Regions from separate parts of the Lactuca sativa genome. Here region 2 is linked to region 1. The links are chromatin contacts, called in public Hi-C maps. All regions are on one chromosome and are shown on one strand. The core of a region is the stretch at or near the end of the contact, and the rest is flanking DNA. Distances in the headings are between cores, read along the strand shown.

Region 1 (7,314 bases), core at 2,194-4,693:
ACTTTAATGCATATAATATTAGGTTTTTCAAATCTAAGTTTTAGCATTTTTAATTAATTTCAATATATGCTTATATGTAGAATTTAATAAATGTTATTTATAATATTGTATTATATATTATATTAATATTAATTAATCATATATATTAAATTTATGTTTATGTCTCGATTTGTTTGAAAATTCAAATACGTTAACATATTTAATAGAAATAAATACTTGACATTAATACAATTTGTAGTGTTATTTTCATAACAAATATGTAAAGACATTTAGAGGTATTTTGAAACTTACAAGTAGAAGATATATATATATATATATATATATATATATATATATATATATATATATATATATATATATATATATATATATATATATATATATATATATATATATATATATATATATATATATATATATATATGGTTTTGGGAATACGTGGTTGTTATGTATCTAATATTATATATAGAACCATCAAAAATACATAGTTTTAACAAAATGCAATCAAATCTCTCTACCATGTTTCTTTTATTCTCTATTAAACTAGATAATAGGCTTTGTACATATTTTTATGGAGTTTTAAATATTTAGTTTTGCACCACAAACTATGTATAAAAATACATTATCAACTACTTATAAATTTTTATATTCAAATTTAATATAGAAAATTATAGTGAAAGAGTGAAATTGTTCATTAAAAACTCAATAAACTTCTTCACGTAACATCAATAGGAACCATGTAAGTATATATATGGTAGGTGTCAAATAAAGTTATGAAGTTTACTAAAGGTCTAATATAAACAACATATTTGAAATAGGTAGATGTTAGATATAAATTATGAAATAAAAATAATATGAACTCAAAAACAATAGAAAGAAATTGTGTTTTTTAATCAAAATAAGTCAATTTTAATAGTTTTATACCTATACTACATCCATGATAGCCACATATTTATTTATTTTTTTCTTTCTCTCTCTCTCTCTCTCTCTCTCTCTATATATATATATATATATATATATATATATATATATATATATATATATATATATATATATATATATATATATATATATATATATATATATATATATATATATATATATGGGCTTAGGGAATATGTGGCTGTCATGTACCTAATGTTAGATATAGAACCATAAAAAACTACACAGTTTTAACAGAATGCAATCAAATCTCTCATCCATCTTTCTTGTGTCATCTCTTAGAGCTTATGCTAAGCTTTTTATATATTTTTATGGAATTATATAAGTTTAATATTGCACCACAAACCATGTATAAAAATATTATACCAACTACTTATAGGTCTCCAAATTGAAATTTAATAAAGAAAACTATATTGAAAGATTGAAATTGTTCATTAAAAAACTCACTAAAACTCTTTCCATAAGCCACCATAGAAAAATCGTACAAGTATACATAAGATAAGTGTTGAAGAAGTTATGAAACTTATTAAAGGTCTAATAAAAAACACATTCGAAATAGATAGATATTGGAAATGAATCATGAAATCAAATATAATATGAGTTCAAAGACAATAGGAATAAGCTAACAATGAAATAAAAATATGTTTTATAATCAAAATAAAGTCAGTTGTGATGGTTATATACCTAACATTAGATACATGACAGTCACATATTCACTTTTTCATATATATATATATATATATATATATATATATATATATATATATATATATATATATATATATATATATATATATATATATTGGAGAATTTACACAAAATCTTCGTATCATTTAGATATAGCCTATAATAACGATTGAAATTTCATACCGAATATTCAAAGTTCAACACTAGCACATAGAAAATATCAATACTTTTTCACAATTATCAACGTGCTGTTTCGAGTGAGAAGAAAAGAAATACAAGTTAAGAAGAACAGATACAACTTTAATAAATTAAAAGTTACATTAAAGTCTCTTACTAATCGGTTACTAGAAAACCTAACGTACCAAACCGGGTGACTAACTAAACCCGGTTTATACAAATCCTAATTTCTTTTTTCTGTTTCCTAACTAGCTAACATTCCTGCTTCAAAAACTCTGAACCGGAAAAGGTAAACCGGGCTCGGCGGCCTCCTTCTTCTGCCGCATTTCCAAAACTTTCCGGTGGTTGTTAGAGTGGACTTCGCTGGAGAACGTCGGACTACACGCCGGTCTATATTCCGGCAACAGTCGACCGGATTTGTAGCGGACCCCACATGCATTACAAAGCGTTTTGGCGCCTAGCGGACCGGCTCTCCACTGTGGAGTTTTCTGTACGAGGCAATGACTGCAACGCCTAGGCTGTGAACCACCACCGGCGTCCGCCGCCGGTGGATGGGTTTTCCTCTTCTTCTGTCTCTTCACCGGCGGTTTCCCTAAAATTGACTCGGCGGTTTGAGCGGAGTCATGGAAAAAGAGCCAAGGGTTTGAAGTACATGACGAAGAGGAGGAACTTGAAGTCGACGAATCAGTCAACGGCGTCGTCCCGAGTGACCAAACCCGGCCGCCGGTTCGAGTTCGCTTGCTTCTTGCTTTTGTAAGAACCGGAGTCGTGAAGGAAGGTTTTACGTTTACGTTTACGGTTATGAAAGTTTCCGTTTCCGGCTCCGACTTCTTCTCTGGAAACTTCCCGGCAGGGCACGTTAAAGAGTAGCCACCGGAGAATGAGTCGTCGACGAAATGAGAAACCCATTCAAGGTCTGCCACGTCATCCACCTGTAAAAGCAAAAAAATCAAATTTTTAAATAAATATTCTTCTTTTAAGGAAAGAAAATGGTTTTGAATTTCTTGAAATTGTTACCGGAAGGCAAAGGTCGCTCTCCGGGATAGAGAAAGCCTCGGTATGGCCGATATCGGCTTTTTTGACCGGAGAAATGGAAAGTGGTTTGTCGTTTTTGTTGTCGTGAAGGAGGACATGGGTATCATCGTTTTCTTCCTCGAAGTCACCGTCGTCGGAGAAGTCAAGGAGGCCATCAACGAAGAAGTCGTCGCCGGGGACACCAGTTATAGCGCAGAAATCGTCGGAAAATGACTGTGGGTGGTGGTGGTTGTTTGGTTTAACAGCAATAAAACTGCTTTTCAAAGCCCCTTCTACACACTCCATAACTTCTTGTTGAACCTAAATATAGAAACCTTCAATTAACGAGAGAGAGAGAGAGAGAGAGAGAGAGAGAGAGAGAGAGAGAGAGGGAAAGGGTTTAAGGAGAAGAGAAATTACCGGCGAATTGCAGGAAAAGAGAGGAGAATAATTGAAGATGTTAAGAAAAAGAAGATATGAGTAGTAGTAGTAGTAGTAGTGTTATGGTGTGTTTGGTAAAGCATTGAGAGAGAGAGAGAGAGAGAGAGAGAGAGAGAGAGAGAGAGAGAGAGAGAGAGAGAGAGAGAGAGAAAGAAGTGCTTTTCAAGTGTTAGTGCTTCACAAAAGTATCTCGTCGAGTGTATTTATTTTGTGAACCTCTTTTAACTTCAAATTTAAAAACCGGTATGCTTCTTGTTTGGCACCTTTTGAATCTATGGATGTAAAAATAAAGGACAATGCATAACAATACCACCAAATTTTGTAAATAAAAAAAAAAGTTTATGTGAATAATCCGATTATAGAAGATATATTATTAAAAGTCATCTACCATTGAAATGAATGTCCTTTATACCAAATTTTGTTTATCATTTATTACTTTTTCATATTGGTGAAATTCAAATTAAAAATGAAAGGCACTTTTGCTAAAATACAAACTTACCTAAATTTTGAATTTCAAATTTAAATTTAGGGTGTTGATACAAAAGGATTATATTGACTCATTCTTTTATAGAAGAGACCCTGGTTTAGGATTTATTTACCAAAATAACTCTTCTTTTTATTTTATTAAATAATTGACTTTGCATATTTTTTTAGAAAAAATTACAAGAAATGATACTTCGGTCTAAAACACTTTTGGTTTCCACCATTTGTCTAAAATGAGATCGTTTTGTGTTTTTATTCCTATCAACTTGGAAAATATTATTATCCCCCTTTTATTTATAATTTATGTTTTTTAGATTTATAGTAATTGTTTTATAATGAAAATATATAAAAAAAAAAAAATCATCCAACCCTCACTATAAAAGCATGGACTCTAAGTCCTATCCATCTCTCGATTAGCTTTCTCATCTGGAAGACCTAGTAGTTGTCGCCCCTTCTTGCTAGTAAATACATCCGTCTCATTGCATCCTTTCCCTTTCTATTTCTCAAACCCTTTATCCAATTTTCCTCTTCTATTCTGGTTGATCATTTCCCCAACCATGTCCCACCTCATCCCATCGGACAACCACCCACCCATAACCTATATATAAGAAAATTCAGCTCTCTCTCTTTCTCTTTCTCTCTCTCTCTCTCTCTCTCTCTCTCTCTCTCTTATATGTGTATGTATGGGGGTGTGTGTGTATGTATGTATGTATGTAGGTGTGGGTGTGGGTTTGTATCTATTGTGTTTCCTTCTCTGCCAAAGAAGTTCTAAACAACCACACACCTTCCCATGTTGATCAAACCCTACATTAACGAGTATATAAGTATGTGTGTGTCTTACATGTTTTCAAAATAAAAAATAAATAAAAACCCAAATACGGACGTTAAAAAAACTCAATCAATTTTCTAGGTGTAAACTAGTATTAAATGGAAGAACAAGTGTAACATCCCAAAAATCAACCGTAAACTTTTTGAAAATCAAAGTATATATTTCACTAAAGGATTCATTCATAATCATTAACAAATCATAAGATTATCTTTTCAAGTCATACCCACGCAATCATAGTAAAAATGTGAAAGCTGAGTTCTGTCTCGAAAATCATAACGTAAGATAGAATTGATAAACTATATGTCATGCCCCTATGAGCATGTCCAAATATCCCAATCATGCCAACTCCCCTCCGAGAGGTATATATATTGTTGACCTAATATTGACCACTTCCATCCGAGAGGTCTATCATGGACTTACATCCTTTCTAATTCAACTAGATTCCATTTGAGACGTTTATCTTAGTTGACATACTCATAACATATAGTTCATATAATAAGTAATTTCATGAGAATCCACATGAATGACTAATAAGTTAATCCACGCAATGAGCTAAGTGGTACCGATACTGCCTCGAACCACTACATAATAATTAACCTTAATTTAATAATTAAGGTATATTACCTATCTTTCATCTCTAAAGAAGTCTTTCTCTTTATAATCCCCATCTTATAGAAAAAGGCCATTTTTCCCTTAATCAATGATCTAAGACATACTTTCACTAAAAATTGACTAAAAGTCAAACTAATTAAAAAGTCAACGGTCAACAACGTGGGATCAAACCCTTGGTCGTGTCGTTGTTAAGTCAAGACAAAACAATCGTGGGACTTTCTTGTCCACCGCGTCGTGGTTCCTTTGGTAGAACAACACCTTCATTAAGCTCTTAATTCGTTAAGTCCATGCCTCAAACTTTCTAGAAGGCTTTAATATTATCTTATAGTCCACAAAAATCAAAACATTATGAACATGCACAACTAATACAAGTATCAGACCATTCTTAGTCAAAAATGGTGGAAATGAGGTCAAAACTCCTTTCATGGCATCAAATGGAGTCTAAAAATCAGATCCATAACACAATACTCTAATGGGACCTTAAGTGATAATAAAGTTGCAAACTTTAATCCAAAGTTTTCCAAATCTCCATCCATTTCTCATGAAAGTGGCCAAAATTCACTTAAATCCCTAGATATGTAGAGTAAAAAGCATAAAAATGAGTCTTGATGACTTACAAATGTCCAAAAAGAGCTAATACATCAACACCGCTAACACAAGGCACACAACAAGCTCCAAGCGGTTGATTATTTCCTACTAAAGCTCTAAAATCACCAAAACACAAGAGATTCGAGGGAGGAGAGGCTTAAGGAGGCTAGGGTTCGATCCTTGAACATGGAGGATGAAGGATGGAAGAAACCCTAGGGCTAGTATTTCTTAAATAGAGCCCAAGGCCCAAGATCCATGGTTTTGAACCCAGTCGCCACTTAATGACGTCATCGCGCCGCTGACAACAAGAAATCGCGTTGCGATATAAGATTTTCCCCGAAATCCTTATTCTTAAAAGCCCAAAGTTGATCAATCTATAGAACGAATGTTACAATTCTCCCCTATTTATCTGGATTTCGTCCTTGAAATCCATCTTGGTTATAATGCTAAAAAAAATTCCTAAAAGCAAATCCTTCATGCTTTTTCTAAAACTATTTACTAAATTAGCGTATCAATAAAGGAGTTCCCGATACCACTCGGAAACTAAACATCATCATCATTCAAACCCCACTATTTAAATTGTCACATCTTGCAATAATCAATTTTTCTACTATTGACGGTTCCTTCAATGATCTTGTGAAACCACGCAAACAGGAATTCCCAACACTGTAACCCCAAAATACTTAAACAATAAACCTCCCCAGAATGGGAACCCGTTAGTCTAAAACCTCGAAAATCATACCTTAATTTTGTCGATCAACACTCAATATTACATATCATCTAATCCCTCCTACGACGAGGAATACCCCAACTTACAGTGAACCAAGTATCTGAAAACATTTCGACCAATCAACTCAACAAATTCCCAAATCTGAAGACCATGCCCAAAATGGATGCTAGTGCTTACTTGACTTATTGACAAGTCATCACTATTCCACTTGTCTCAAAAGTATAAAAATTAGTGAATCATAACCTCTTGTCATATCTAAACTCTTGTTTTGGGTTAGGAAAATGTCCTTACCAATAAATCCTCAACATACACTACTGTGAACCTTATTGCTCATAATTTCCTAAATTAGTTTTTCGTTACTTGTAGTCGAACTCAATAGGAAACTTTTAATGTAAAACTATAACCTCCCAACTAGTTAATATCCACTAATGCAATACATTCCTAATACATACCGTTGTTACCAACTCTACATCAGCATATTGATTCCCATGAAAGGTCTATATCAGTTATTGCCATACTGGGAATTGATCAATTCCCCCGAAGGGTCTATCATGATCATCCAAACCTTGAACATTTCCCCTAATGGCCTATCATGGTCAAGCATACTAATCTTTATTCACCCTATACGTGGACAATTTAACACATAACATCCATATATCACATGATCTAAACCTGACGGGTTCAACCCACATAAGTCACATACATGTTTGTTCACGATATGTCATAACGCCATCTAACCATTAGAATGATAAGCTCACAACATAATTGTTGGATTAGGTGTCTAAGCCAATAACTAAATTGGTATACACTT
Region 2 (7,314 bases), core at 2,574-5,073, 150 kb after region 1:
CCAACATATATAAGGAGACCATCTTTGGGAGTGAAGTTCTTTGTGGGAGGGAGGGGGGAGGGGGGGGGGGGGGCTAGTAGAGATGCGGGGTTTATTAGCGGGTTAGCAAGGAAGAGAGCTGTAAATGTTGTCGATTTGATGAATCTTCTTCCCCAGCTATGTGAACCGCAAAGTGAGATCATTTTGCTTCGTTCATGTATGGGCATTGCAAAACTTTTCTTTGGTTTGAAGACTTGCCAACTCGTGCACCTGGTTGAGGCAGCTGTATTATTTGACAAAGGGTTGCACAACTCTCTCTCTCTCTGTATATATATATATATATATATATATATATATATATACACACACACACACACACACACACTTTATTTATCTTTGTTTTTTTTTACTCTAATATAATCATAAATTTTTTTACAGTTTTTGTTTTTGTTTTATTTTTTTCATATTTTTTCGTATTATATTTTATTTATTTTGTATTTTAGTTTATAAAGAGTTTAAGGTTTAGGGTTTAGGGGTTAGGGTTTAGGGTTTAGGGTGTTTATAAAGGGTTTAAGGTTTAGGGTTTAGGGTGTTTATAAAGGGTTTAAGGTTTAGGGTTTAGGGGTTAGGGTTAAGGGTTTAAGGTTTAGGGTTTAGGGTGTTTATAAAGGGTTTAGGGTGTTTATAAATGGTTTATAGTGTTTATAAAGGGTTTAGGGTTTAGGGTTTAGGGTTTAGGGGTTAGGGTTTAGGGTTTAGGGTTTAAGGTTTAGGGTTTAGGGTTACCCTAAATCCTTTATAAACATCTATAGTTAGAGGTTCTTACGGTTCTTAAAATTTTTTTGTTCTCATTTGAACCACTCCCTATATATATATATATATATATATATATATATATATATATATATATATATATATATATATATATATATATATATATATATATAGGGTTAGGTTATTTTGTTTTTACTATCTATTGTGTGCATGTATTATTGATTCTGGACCAATCATTTTAGTTATTTTAAGAAAGTAATTAATGCATATTTACATATTGAAGATATAATGGATATTAATTACATCTTCAGCATTTAATATGTATTAATTATTTTCTTAAAATAACTAAAATGATTGGTTCAGAATCAATCATACATACATACAGTAGATAGTGAAAACATTTGAACCTAACTCTCTCTCTCTCTCTCTCTATATATATATATATATATATATATATATATATATATATATATATATATATATATATATATAAGCGAAAATAAAAAATGTGTATAAATAAACAAAAATAAATAAAATATACAAAAAATGAAAAATAAAGTGGTGTTATTTTTTTTCAAAATTGCAAGGACCAAATTTAAACTTTAAACCTAATTTTAGGATAGATTTTTCACAAAAGTTAACAAAATTAACCATGAAATAAGTAGCTAGTGATAATTCTATGAGAAAGTTCTTGTTATACCAATAATAAAAGAAAATTCTTAGAGCCTTTTCTAATTAGGCATTTCAAATTAAGACTTTTATGATATTAGTCTTATTTAAAATTCCAAACAAATACTTTCATTAGCTTGGTGGTTCGAGCATTGTGATCAATAGTATGGATGCCATATTATTTACAATGAACAAAAGAATTGCATTTTAGATAGAGGCCACTTAATGAGGCAAGCGGATCAACATAGTAATTTTTTTTCATGCTATAAATACGTTATGTGAGACTCATCGCTTGCAATTTCTGAGTTTATAGGAGTTCTATTCTGTGAGGGAGAAGAGATATAAATAAATAGATAAATAAATAAAATAGACATAGAGTAACTATAGATTCTCAATAAAACTTTTGTATAAAATTTATATAAATAGAAAACAAAACGACACATCATCAAAAGGAATGCTTACATGGCGGAAGTGGGGTCCCACACAAACCAGGATTACCCAAAAAAGCAGAAGCTGGTATGCTTGCAATATGCCCAGGAATTTCTCCGATTAATCTATTTTCTGACACATCAAAATCCTTCAACTTCTTCAAATTTAACAACTCCTTCGGTATCTTTCCTATCAACTTATTACTAGAAATCAAGATTCTTTCCAATCCTTCCCCCTTACTCAACCATTCCGGTATCATTCCGCCAATCGGATTATGCGATAAAACCAAAGAAACAACTTCATCCATCGCCACTTCATCGCCATTAACATTGATTGGTCCTGAAAACGAGTTATACGATAAATCAATTGTGTTGAAATGGCCAAGTGGGTCTCGAACATTTTTCTTGAAAATCCTGTTTATGTCGCCGGAAAAGTTGTTGGAATGAAGATCGAGGTCCATTAGGAGGGAAAGGTTCTTGAATTCAGCTGGAATCGAGTTCGTGAATCGGTTGTTTGACAGATTTAAATTTGAAAGATTCGTCATGTTCCCGATCCAATGTGGTAATTCATCTGTTAATGAGTTGCTGGATAAATCCAGTTCTGAGATTGTAGATGCCGACGACAGGAATCCCGGAAGCGGACCTTGGATTCCGGTGTTTGCCATCTTTAGCCGGAAAACTTTCAGTTTGGAAAACCAATTTGGTAATGTGATTAGCTTCAGAGGATTAAATGACAAATCTAGAGTTTGTAAATTCTGTAATTTAGCAAGCTGAGGTGGAATCGGGCCTGAAAGCATGTTTCTTGATAAATCGAGTGCTTGAAGGTTCTTTAAGTTGCCGAAACTTGCAGGAATACTTCCGGTTAATCTGTTACCGGAGAAGTAAATATCGGTGAGACTGATCAAATGACCGATGGTGGCGGGTAGTTTTCCGGTGAGCTTATTGTTATCACATACCAACCTTTGGATCTTCGTAAGCTTCCCGATGGACGGCGGGATTACACCGGTGAGTTGATTTTCCGACATACGAATGAACTGAATAGAAACGAGACCATCGATGGAAGAAGGAATGGAACCAGAAAGTTGGTTTTGATTAAGATACAAAAGCTCTAATTTCTCTAGCGATCCAAGCGATTCCGGGATGTTTCCGGTGATCTGATTATTCGACAAGTCAAGATTTTTAAGATGCTTTAGCTTTCCGATCGTTTCCGGAATGATTCCGGTGAAATTATTCTCATGAAAGTTAAGTTGTGTTATCGAAACCATTTCCCCAATCGACGATGGAATCTCACCGGAGAACTGATTCCCCGAAAGACCAAGTTCCGAAAGGGATTTAAAAGATCGGAAAATCTCCGGTGGGATCCCTCCGCTCAAACGATTATCACTAAGGTAAAGCTTTTTTAGCCGGAAAAGGAAACGAAAAGTGACCGGAACTGAACCAGAAAGCTGATTGGCTTCAAGAAACAAGTGGGTTAGACGTGAAAGTTTTCCGAACTCCGGCGGGATCCCACCGGTTAAATCTTTGAGTTCGCTGAGGTCAAGGAGTTGCAGAAATGTGAGATTAGAAAGAGAAGGAGAGAGGGTACCGGACATGGATGTGTCGAGGATGGATTCGTCGCCGGAGACGAGGCCAGAACGGGAGACATTGATAACTCTGCCGGCGGAATCACAGGCAATGCCATCCCACGATTTGCAGCAATCAGTTTCAGGTGTCCATGATTGTAAGAGTTTTGAAGGGTCTGAGGTGATTTTGTGTTTGAAGTCGAGTAATGCTTGATGATCAATAGGGTGGCAGGCGTCTGATGTTAATGGCGAAAAGAGAAGAGTGAGGAAGATGAGAGAGAAAGTGTTTATGTGGGTTTGGATCTCCATTGAAGTTGCAGAGATAATGGAGAAGAAGAACAAGAGCGAGTGATTAGTGGGAACAGTTGCCTGAATTAGTTTTCTGATACAAAAGAATTATGTAAAGGAGTAAAGAGACCCTTTAAACTATTTAAAAGTAATTTGTTTGACTTTTAGTATATTATAGAAACTATCTAAAAGTACAATTTAAAAAAATGCGTTTTAAATGATCAAAATTTATTACTTTAATTTTTTAATAATAAGATAAAGAGAAATTATTTTTACAAATAATGTGCAAAAAGAGCGAGATATTTATAATTTGACAAATCTCATATTTGTTAGATGAGTTAAAAGAGATAACACTACTTAGAAGCAAAATTTACTACTCAGATTTATTTAAATAATACCAATTAATTTTGTTGGAGTTGTAATAAAGAAATAAATATCCTCTGACATAACAATATCTAAAGTATAAAGAGTCATGGGAAGTGTTGAATATTCTTTCCAAATGTATATTTTTATATAGTTTTTGTTTTAAAGAGAGGTAGAAAATAGATTAAAAAATATATAGATATAAATGACACCATGTGTAGCCGATATGAGACTATTCTCAATGAAAACGAACCAAGACTTCATTTGCATGTTGTTTGTATGCCACGACTGCTCAACCAGCTGCTAAAACACGTCATTTATGACATGGGTTTTATAAGATCAGATCAGTTGTGTTGAGTCTATGCGGTGTTAGACGATAACTTTGACTGCATGTCTATTAGATATGCGAAATACTACATTTTCAAAAAAAAAATAAATAAATAAAAAAATTGAACATATGTATTGAAGTGATTGAGATCGTGTATAGTACGTAGATGTTTATTATACTAGCGCCATATTTTAACATATGTATTGATGTGATTGAGAACGCGTATAGTACGTAGATGTGAGATTTCAATAAAAAAAATTTGTTGATATATCGTAAAACATAATGATAGCTTATTCGCATGTACATAAGGTGGAACATTAGACCCATCTAAAATAGTTTTTTTTTTAAGTTGTATATATAAATAATTAAGATTTCACTAAAAGGCTTCTAGTCAAGAGCTATCCTATATTGTGGTTACTCCTTACTCTTTAAGGTTGAGATTACTTTTAAGGTCGAGAGTTTAATTCTAATTAGGACATAAGTGGAAGACAAAACTATAAAATTGGTCCTTGTGGTTTCATAAAATTTTTGGATAGGGTCCAAAACGCTTTTGATTTGCATGGAATGTCCAAAATCAAAAACTTCTTTTGATTTTAATCCAAAAAAAACTTGAAATGACGGTTATGCCCTTTCATTTTCTTTTTTGTATTTGTTATAATGAATTTAATACCATTTTAACTTTAAAAAAGGAAAGAAAAGGATTATCCCCACCCATCTCCACCGTTTTTTTTTCTCTCTCTCCCTCTCTACAGTAAACACACACTCACACATACACACTTTTGATTCAGTTTCCAAGTCAAACCGATGGCGAAGTTAGCACACACTTACGAAATCTACATTAATTTTATTGTGCGTATTTGTTTATGTGTTAAAGAAGGATGAGATTATCTCAGAAAGTTAGTGCACCTTGATTTTAGATTCAACACACATGTTTACAGATTTAGATATTGTTTCTGGTGGTGAGGCTCATAAATAATAGTTGGTTTAACCCCAAAATACACATCGTTATCAAACGATCTGATGAGGAAGACTCATATCGTTGAGAGCAGGTTCATCACAACCCCCTCCCATCTTCTTCTTCCTCACCTTTACCTTCAATTGAAACCTCTCACGTATACATCCTGAAAATCAAATCTCTCACAAACGAAACAAGTTAATAAAGGTGTTGGTTCTAGGAGTTAGGAGTCAAGACATCTGATGACATCGCTCAACCACCACTTCATCTTCTCCGACATTGGTTTAAATATTGTTCTGTGTTTTCAGTTTACATCATCTCATCTTCTGGGTTTTTGATTTCCACAAAGAGGGGTAAGATTAGCAAGATAAAAGACACCTTTAATTACAAGAATGGAGATCAAATAAGGGAAGCCCCGAGTATTAGCTTCCTAAGTCGTCGGTGGAGGCAAGGTCGGTGACGAACACTTGGTCTCGCCAGAGACATCGTACCACATTTCTTTGATGAGACACAACATAGAGATGAGGTAGGTGGGTTCAATCAATTCAATCAGAGGGGTTGATCAACATGGGAAGAAGAAGATGGTCGGGAAATGGGCAAGTTGATCTTAATGCTTCACTGATTCTTATTCCATTTTTGGCATGGATTTTCTTCTTTGATCTGGGGTTTTTTTCATTTAACTGCATTTGAAAGTGAAAAGTGAGGAAGAAAATGGAAAAAAGAGAGAATTTCACACACACACACACACACAGAGAAGGATATATATATATTTTTTTTTTAATTATAAAATAGTTAAAATTGATATTAAAAATGAAAAAAAAATCAAAAGGGTAAAAAAGTCTTTTCAGGTTTTGTAATGACTAAAATGGACTAAAATCAAAGGAAGTTATTGATTTTAGACATTCCATGCAAGTCGGAAACATTTTGGACCCTATCCAAAGTTTTTATGAAACCACAAGGACCAATTTTACAGTTTTGTCTAAGTGGAACTATAAATAATTTAGGAGTAGATTATAGTTGTTTTAAAAAAAATAATCATGCTTTCTAAAGTCTATATGGTTTTCTATCGGTTTTATTTAAACCGTGAACAATTTATTTTTGTATTTTAGACTCATGTCACTGCCTGTATTCAAATTTTAATCTTAAGACATCTATCATACACTTTATAATAACAATATTGCCATGTTTATATAAAAAGATTCAAAGAATACGTAATTTCGATGAACATTAATATCATTTTACATATTTATTGAATTCATATGCATAAATGGGTTGGTTGATTAACAATATCTTTGGTTTCTACCGAAATGGAAAAAACTGATTTATGTACGACTCCAACGGCACGTGACATCATTGTCGAGCAAGTGAGGTGTTCATGATTGTCACAACATGAGTTTGGTGATGTATCATCCAAACTATGCCCACAGTTGACAAGTGTGTCAATGTGAGAATGAGATATCTCAAACAAGATCGGTTTGTAACGTATGCATGTGTTCTTCCATTTGATATGTTTTTGGTTTGTAACTTATGCATGTGTTCTTACATTTGATATGTTTCGTTATGATTATGAAATTTTTTTTATCTCTAAGCGAAGATTCCATATAGAATATGTTCTAAAAGATATCTATGAAGGAATGTATTCATAATTCACCCAAACATGCCAAAAGTATCATGATGACATTTATAAATTATGAATCAAACCATGTTCAATACATCTCACCGTGACCATAATAGAACTAATATATTATGAAAATATTAGAACACAGTTTGTATAAACATACTTGTCTGGCTGATCTACAAGACAATCAACCAATTTATTTTCTAATGAACTCCGTACGTAGAGAAATTAAATATCCTCCTACCTTTTATTCATATATATCATCATACCCAATTAAATGGTGACATGTGTAATATTTAATGTTCATTTAATGAAATTAAAAGATATTTTAGATTATTATTTTGACACAA

The links. A called contact is a pair of places that touch in the nucleus more often than the background predicts.
Region 2: a Hi-C map of leaf shows a contact between it and region 1, with 2.5 times the contacts expected there. The contact joins the promoter of LOC111897444 here to the promoter of LOC111897454 in region 1. A contact is called at or near these places in 2 of 4 Hi-C or Micro-C datasets (leaf and seed).

What each region holds. Positions count from the first base shown.
Region 1 is chr3:108,699,620-108,706,933 of Lsat_Salinas_v11, forward strand. It overlaps LOC111897454 (GATA transcription factor 6), which reads right to left and starts at 3,444. Exons shown (of 3, transcript XM_023893418.3): 1 at 3,241-3,444; 2 at 2,824-3,141; 3 at 1,909-2,738. The coding sequence starts at 3,126. The coding sequence ends at 2,073.
Region 2 is chr3:108,850,182-108,857,495 of Lsat_Salinas_v11, forward strand. It overlaps LOC111897444 (probable leucine-rich repeat receptor-like protein kinase At1g35710), which reads right to left and starts at 3,824. Exons shown (of 2, transcript XM_052769350.1): 1 at 1,885-3,824; 2 at 75-249. The coding sequence starts at 3,721. The coding sequence ends at 179.